Regions from separate parts of the Mus musculus genome. Here region 1 is linked to region 2. A link is a contact called in public HiChIP or PLAC-seq data. All regions are on one chromosome and are shown on one strand. Each heading gives the region's core, a stretch centred on a gene start, on an enhancer-like site or on the middle of the called end of the contact. The rest is flanking DNA. Distances are from core to core; before and after follow the strand shown. Region 1 holds the start of Cyhr1 (cysteine and histidine rich 1). Region 2 holds the start of Puf60 (poly-U binding splicing factor 60).

Region 1 (3,990 bases), core at 216-2,715, 580 kb after region 2:
AGCCAGGTCTTCTGTGTAAAGAAAAGCAGGGAAACAGGCCCCACCAGCCACTTTTAGCTCCTGAAAGTACAAAGAAAGCTGACAAGAGACTCTGCTCTGTTTTTCAAAGAGGCTGGGAACTGAGGCAGAAAGACCAGGGGAAGGTGGACAGACATTTCCCACTGAACCAGAGGTCTGCTCTCTTTTACCTGGAAGAGGACATGTTAGACCCACACAGACCAGGACTCTGAGACTGACTGGCATGCTGGGTCTTCAAGTGGGAAGGCAGGACAAAGTTCCTGGATACTGGCAACCTTGGAAGCCAGCTTGGTATGGGTGAGGTGGCCCCGAATAGAAATACTGGCTAGGCTGGGGCAGGAGAAAGTACCCTGACAGTAAAGTTTGTTGCGGATTGCTTCCTCCAGATCAGAACTGAGAAGGGATGAGAGGCCCTCCTTTCTTCCAGGTCTTCAGAAGGACACAGGACTGACTCCCCAGGGCACAAAAGAAGATTTACTTAGTTGTTCAGATATGGAAGGACACTTTTGGGGGTGTGGCTGCCAGAATTGGAGCCCTGTCTCCAGGAAAGAAGTTTCTTCACCCAGGGGTCTAGAAGTGAGGGACAGTATTGATGAGCAGTAGAAAAGGGTGGGTACCTGTTCACAGATCTCTACATGGTCAGCTGAAAAGAATGTGGAATCTATCAAGGAGGCACCCTGGAGGAACCAGAAGGTGAAGAGATCTACGGAGGAGAATGGAAATTCAGACTGGGGAGTAAAGGGTACCATCGAACACAGAAAATGAGATTCAGAGCAAGAAAGGATAAGGAGCCTCGAGAGACAGGAGCGGGGTTTCGTAGACCTGGAAGGTGGATGTTTGGATAGGAAGGATTCCCGGCCACCGGCCACAGGCCTCCAGGCAACGCGGCGCCGGGCCGGGCCGGCGGCCCTACCTGGTACACGGAAGCCTTGGGCAGGTCCAGGCACACGGTGCAGCACAGCACCGAGTAGAGACGCTCCTCCAGCTTTCCACTGCCCGCTGCCACTGCCGCCGCCGCCGCCTCGGCTGCCTCGGCCGCCCGCAGCCGCTTCTTGGGCGGCGCGTCGGGGTCGCCGGCCGCCTCTTGCAGCTGCCGAGCGCCGGCCAGGGCCGCCTCGTCCGGGATCCCGGGCCCCGCCGCCTCGCCCAGAGCCGCCGCAGCCGGCCCCGCGGCAGCCCCAGGCCCGGCCCCTACCCCGACCCCGGCCGGCACGGCACCCGCGGGCCCTGCAGCCGGGCCACCCCCGCCGGCCTCCTCGGCGCCGGACATCACGGCCGGCCGGCCCGGCGGGCGGGTGCCGGCGCGCTCGCCGGCTGGAAGTTAGGGTCGCCGCGCGCCCTTGCCGGCTTCTCACTGCCGCGGCGACCCCGCAGCCTGCCCACCGTGCAGCTGCCTCAGTGGGCCTGGCCCGCCCGTCGGCCCGCAGCCGCCCCGGCCACCAACCCCGGCGCGGCCGCCATCTTTGTTTTCGCTGCGGACCCCCCCCCCACGCCACCGCCCCCTCGCCCTCCTGATCACGTGGGCCTCGCGCAAGCCAATGGAAGCGCCGCGAGGGCCAAGACGACGCGGCGGCCACCTCCAATGGACGAGCGAGGACGCCAGAGAGCCCACCCACCCTCGAAGGTGAACAGAAGGGGGTGGGGTCCAGGAGGGGATCCGGAGAAGGGCGGGGGGTGGGGGGATTTGGGGAGTCCGCCCTTGGAGAGGTACCATCAGCTTCGGGGTCTGGAGAGGCCCCCAGACTTCAGACTCCTCGAGAGTGCAAAGCGCCCCTAAGCCTCCCATGTCGCGCTCGCGCGCGGGGGGTGGGGGGGGATGCCTGTGCCAATGTGTACAGAAATTCGGGCTTGTGTGTGCAAGGCTCTGGCCTAGCTGACCGGAGTATTAGAGCAGGATCTTGAAAAACGCACCTACCACCACTCTTGCGCGACGGTATAAAGGTCAACAAGATGCAAGTACAGGAACAGCGAAGGATTATTGGGTTCACTCCCTAACCCACCTCTTTCGTCCCAACCTCAGAGTTGGAGAAAGAAAGAGTTGGAGTAGAAGAAAGAAAGAGTTGGAATAGAAGAAAGAGGGGGTTTTAAGTTATAAGGTATGTCTTGCACAGACAAGAGGGTGTCAAACAGGTAGTAATCAAGTCAGTCCAGAGAGATGTGCAATTTCTGGGAATCGCTGAGGGTATAGCACTCTTCTGCCCTTTATGAAAACAGCCATCAGTTTGTGAAGGTCATTGCCCCAGAGGGCCACCTGCCAGGTCCACCAAGGATATATGCAAATTTACTGTGTCCCAGGAAACCAAGGCCCAAAACTCTCTTCTCACGGGAAGTTGGTTTTTTTTTTTCTCTTTTCTTTTTTAAAAATGTTTTTCTTTCTTCTTTTTCTTTTCTTTCTTTCTTTTTTTGATACAGGGTCTCACTATATGTTGCACTGGCCATTCTGGAACTCACTATGTAGGCCAGCCTGGCCACCCACAACTCACAGAGATCTGCTTGTCTCTGCCTCCCAACTGGAATTAAAGACCTGCACCACCATGCCTGGCACTCTGGGGGTTCTCTTGGCAAGTCTACCAGGATGCCAAAGTGAATAATACCTTCTGCTACTTACAGCCCATCCCCCACTCCTTTACTCAGGGAAATCACCTTACAGGCCTTAGGAAGCTAGCTCAAGAATAAACAAATTCCATACTCCTGTATATTCCTTACGTTTATTGGAAATCAGGTCTCTGACTCACAACCATGTTCCTCCCAGGCCCCAAGTGTCCTGAAGACCTGTTGTTAGCATTCTGGTTTAGGTAAACTTCCACACATGCATGACTAGAGAAGGGATAGCACCCAAGCTCTGCCCATTAGTAAAATTATAACAGGCTCTACATGTGGGCAGGTAGGAGGCATAGTAGTACCTGGCACAGAAGCCCCAATCAGTGCTACAATCACTCCCACTGCAGGCGCTGTGTGTGCAGGGCCCTGCAATAGGCCCAACTACCTGCAGCCAGGGCCCAACGACAGACATCCTCCTTTGGCAGCAGTAGCAGCCTGTCTTCTTCCAGCCTGCTCAAGAGGCCTGCCACACCCAGCAGGGTACCCCCCCACATCCCGTAAGTGTTAGCTGTGAAAACAGCCACAATAAGGATGGTCACTGCAACCACCAGCAGTACTGCCTGCCCAGCGACAGAGCACCCTTCAGGGCCCAGGTGATCACCAGCCACTGCCAGCACCATGCCTCCTCCCAGAAGCAGGTTGGCAGAAGAGCGGTCCCCATTCACCCAGTGAAAATCGAAGGCCAGAAGAGGCAGACCGATGACTGTGGCAACCCAAGCTCCAGCGAGACAGTCTTCATGTGTGCTCGGCCCTGGGGCCAACATAATGATGGCAGCAAAGGTCTGGAGCAGGAAGCCGGCAGCTGCTCCTCGACTGGACTGTTGACACCGGGAAAGAGAGACACGTTAAGGGAAAAGAAGCCATTTAAAAGCAGCCACTTTTAAGTAGGAAAGAGTTTGGGACTGTTAAGGAGTCCCAGCCTCCCATGGGAGGAGCATCATCCTCTTTCTAGTGGAGGGATCTACATAGTTTGTGAAAGTAAGAATATTCACCTGTAGCCGGGCATGGTGGCACACACCTTTGATCCCAGCACTCAGGGGGCAGAGGCAGGCGGATTTCTGAGTTCGAGGCCACCCTGGTCTACAAAGTGAGTTCCAGGACAGCCAGGGCTATACAGAGAAACCCTGTCTCGAAAAACCAAAAAAAAAAAAAAAAAAAAAAGAATATTCACCTGTACAGAGCTCACCGCTGCATGCAGGGACACCCCTGCCAATACCAGGTGGGACAGGACAGTGCTCCATTCAGTCCTGGGTTTGGAAACCATGACACGTTGAATAGTAGTGAGTTTGAGGAGATAGGAAATGAATCTTCAAATTAGGAGAGAAGTACACACAGAGGCTGGCGATCTGGAGTCCTTAGTGGAGCTCTTCA
Region 2 (3,746 bases), core at 915-3,414:
CCTCAGGCACCAGCCAGACACCAGTGAGAATGGTGACCCTGGGGCACACTCATAACTTCCTGCCTCTCCAAATGAGTCTCCCAGGGACAGGAATAGTGCTGAAAGCAGCACACAATGCAATGCATACGCACAATCCCAGAGAGCACTCACTTGTGGACAAACCACCCAATTTAGCCCATTTACCTCCGCAGAAAGTTCTCCCATACAGAGTCTAAAATTCTGTTCTAACCAGTCACTGGGAGAGCCTAGAGAAACTATCACTTGTTATCACAGCTGGTCACTAATGTGTACCTCAGCCATGGTGCATCCAGAGAGGGGGAGGTCCCTTGAGGGATTTATTTGCTGCTGAGTGTCTCAGGTACGCAAGCCAAGCTCTGCCCTTCACCAGCTCAGAATAAAGAGTTATTTCCATTACACAACATATTAAATACCCTGAGCAAATCACCTAAAATCTAGTCCTGAGGCTCTTCCTGTGCAGGGGCATGGCCTATTTCTCAGGCAGCAGCGAAGATTTATGGAATCAATTTCCATGAAGTCCCTTAAGTCTGCATATGGAAAGTAAGCCACAGGTTCTAGCAACATTAGTACCATTGAGAGCAGTGCCAGACCCCAAGAATAGGACTGGCTGAAGGACGCTGTCTTCCATCTGTTCAGGTCCCTTCACAGGGTGTAGTGCTACTTCCTGGGTAGCCAGGCTTGTACTGAGCACTGTGGATGCAGCAAAACAAGAGAAAGAGAGAGAGAGAGAGAGAGAGAGAGAGAGACAATTCTCGGGGGCCTTGTGGTCAAATGCTGGCAAAGACGGCTTCAGTGGTGAGACTTACTGCTCGAGACCATCTCAATAATGACACTATCTGTCTAGCATCGCGCTAACCTTTCAGTCTGCATGAACAACAGGGGCTACCCAGAAATGAGGCATCCACTCTCCTCCAGTGCTGTTTAAAGTATTTTATACTCTGCCCTCACCCTTTCTTCTATCATCTGACAGCCACCTAAGGGCAGTCATCAACTCCTCAACTCTCTGGTTGTCTTTCCGAAAAGACCATTTACACCAATAGCGTCAAGCAGCGGAAGCAGGAATTTTTTTTTTTTTCTTTTGAAGTTAGCCCTGATGTGAGCAAGACATACTAGATCCACCCCTCACAAGCTGGAGCAAGTGCCCCTCTCCCATTATGAAGGTGCAGTTCCCAGCTAAGGCTGAGGAATGGCAGCCTGTGTGTACTCTACTCGACCCTACCCTACGGCTGGCCTCCAGGCACCTAGGGCTTAAGTGGTCTCAGCCCTTGCTTCATCCCCTCTGAGTGAGGGTGGCGGCTAACAAAAGTCTGGATTGCAGTGGGGTTAGGTCCAAGAGATAAATAGTCCCTGAAGGAACTCCTGGTGGTAGCCATTCAAGGAACATTCCCGACTGACTAGGGCAGAACCAAGTTCAGCCCTTGGAGCGTCCAGCCCAAGACAAGGGGGTTAGCAAAGTCTTATGATGCCCACCCGGACCAGTGACCGAGGCAGGCACCGGCTGTCGGGTTCCCCACAGAGGCAGTGACAGAATGGCTGTTTGAAAGGTGTGGAGGGGAATGGGGGTTGGGAGAGATGCTCTTCCCCTCCTGCGTGTTAACGGAACGGGAAACCCTCGTCTCTGCACCATGGCGCAGAGCAAATGCTAACGGGTCCGCCCCTTCCGCGTCCCCAACACGGGGCGTAGCCGCGCGGGTCTGGAGCAGGCACCAGGACACCCTAATGCCACCGGACGCCTAGACAGTTGTCGCCCAGTCTCGGCAGACAGGACCGCCCCGCGGGGATCCAGCAGGGCAGCTCCGCGGCCGGCCCACCCCGCCCAGCTGCCGGAAACTGGAGTCCTCGAGCCGGAAGCTGCAGTCGAGCCCCAGCCGTGGCCGCAGCCGCGCGCTCCCGCTCCGCCTCCGCCCCGCGTGCCGGGGACCACGGTAAAGTCCGTACGAGGTCCGGGTCGGGCCGCTGCGCACCCAGGGTCCCCTCCGCACCCTGTCCCAGCCGACGACTCACTCCTCCGAGCTGAGGGCCGCCCCCTGGCCGCGAGGGACTCACTTACGAGAGCTATAGTCGCCGTCGCCATCTTGCGTCCGTCGCGGCCGCCGCGCGCGCCACAAGCATCAGCTCCCTCCGCAGTCTCGCGCGATCTGGGCGTCGGACGCGGAAATCTCGCGACGTACGGCATAGCTACGAGAGCGGAGACCGAAACGCATTTCCGGGGCGGAGCAGGCCGTTAATGTACCGGAGGAGGACGGGGCGGGCCGGGGTTTTGGAGTGGCGACCCGGAGAGCCCTCCCCTGGTCGGGGGGGGGGGGGGTCGACATTTTTGAGTCAGTTCCGTCTGCCTCTTTTCCTACCACCCTATTTTAGTTGAGTCCACTCGCTGAAAGCTCGTAGACTGCGGAGACAGAAGACAAAAAGACTGATGCATCGTCCTTTGCATTGTCCATCTAAAGTCAGGAATCCTCATTCATTTTGAAATATGGTCTCTTTCCTAGTGAGAAAATAGCCGTTGACACGAAGATGGCCCCCAAAAGATGGCTCCCCAGCCTGTCCTGTGGTTATTGTCCTGTGGGCATAAATGTGTACGTTAGTCCCCAAGTCCTGAGCTATGTGTAAATATGTAGTTCATCTGGGCTTTGTGGCCGTAAGGCTGCCTGCAAGGCACCAACCACATCTGTAAGCTCAGGCACCTTCAAACTCCACCGGATAGCCATTCTCGTTTTCCACCCCTCGGGTTTTCAGACTTTAATATAGAGATCTTTAGCAAAACATGGCAGAATATTTTCCTCCCCCTCGGTACCCCCTTTAAACAGGAAAAAGCTCTACTGAAAGCAAACCTAAGTGGGCAGAGAAGTGGAATGCTGGGGAGCCAGGGGAGGGCCTTAGCAGGCTGGTGTGTGATGCTTGTGTCTTGAATTCTCCGAAAATGTGCAGATAGTTTAAAAAAAAAAAAAAAAAAAGTAGGTGCCTCCAGACTTCTATCCCTAATACAGGTTACTAGTCGTTCTGGCTCTGCCAACAGTGCCTGGAGATTAGCTCCTCCTGGGAACGAAGCGCTGAGACCCAGCTTAGCATCTCACTCTTAAGCAAAAGTGGCCAGCCAGAATCACCAAGCAGAAGAGCATGAAAAGAAACCAAGACAACAAAGGAAATGGAAGATACCTAAAGATGTTGCATCCCCCAAACAAGAAAATAAAGATCATGAACTTAGATTTCCCCATTTAAAAAAGAGAAAAATTAAAACGGCCAGGTGTTGGTGGTGCACTCCTTTAATCCCAGCACTTGGGAGGCAGAGGCAGATTTCTGAGTTCGAGGCCAGCCTGGTCTACATAGTTCAGGACAGCCAGGGCTACACAGAGAAACTCTTGTCTGGAAAAACACCCCCCCCCCAAAAAAAAACAAAACAAAATCTGCAAATGAGCGATTCGATAAGTTGAAAAATAAAGTTGAGCTATGTGTGGTGGCATATACCTGTGATCCCAGCACTCCAGAGGCAGGGGCAAGGAGAAGCTCTGTGAATTGGAAGCCAACCTGGTCTACCTTTCCAAGTAGTTCCAAGCAACTGCCAAGACTACATAGAGAGATCCTGTCTCAAAACACAAAACAGAAAACCCATAAAGTTGAAAGTTTCAAGAAAACAAGCGATAATCACATTGGCCAATATTCTTCAAGAATTAGAATTAGATGGGCCCACTAGAGACTCTGAAAATACACACACACACACACACACACAC

Evidence for each region. HiChIP or PLAC-seq counts read pairs in DNA pulled down with a chosen protein or histone mark.
Region 1: a contact with region 2 is called in an H3K27ac HiChIP or PLAC-seq map of extraembryonic endoderm stem cells, with 5 times the contacts expected there. The contact joins the promoter of Cyhr1 here to the promoter of Puf60 in region 2. A contact is called at or near these places in 1 of 484 Hi-C or Micro-C datasets (neutrophils), 3 of 115 datasets of contacts at active chromatin or transcription factors (bone marrow-derived macrophages, extraembryonic endoderm stem cells and pancreatic cancer cells) and 1 of 9 other capture datasets (liver).

What each region holds. Positions count from the first base shown.
Region 1 is chr15:76,655,429-76,659,418 of GRCm38.p6, forward strand. It overlaps Cyhr1 (cysteine and histidine rich 1), which reads right to left and starts at 1,466. Exons shown (of 4, transcript NM_001357882.1): 1 at 932-1,466. The coding sequence starts at 1,288.
Region 2 is chr15:76,078,782-76,082,527 of GRCm38.p6, forward strand. Puf60 (poly-U binding splicing factor 60) reads right to left here and starts at 2,165. Exons shown (of 12, transcript NM_028364.2): 1 at 2,069-2,165. The coding sequence starts at 2,092. Gm48952 (a long non-coding RNA gene) reads left to right here and starts at 3,745. Exons shown (of 2, transcript XR_003951572.1): 1 at 3,745-3,746.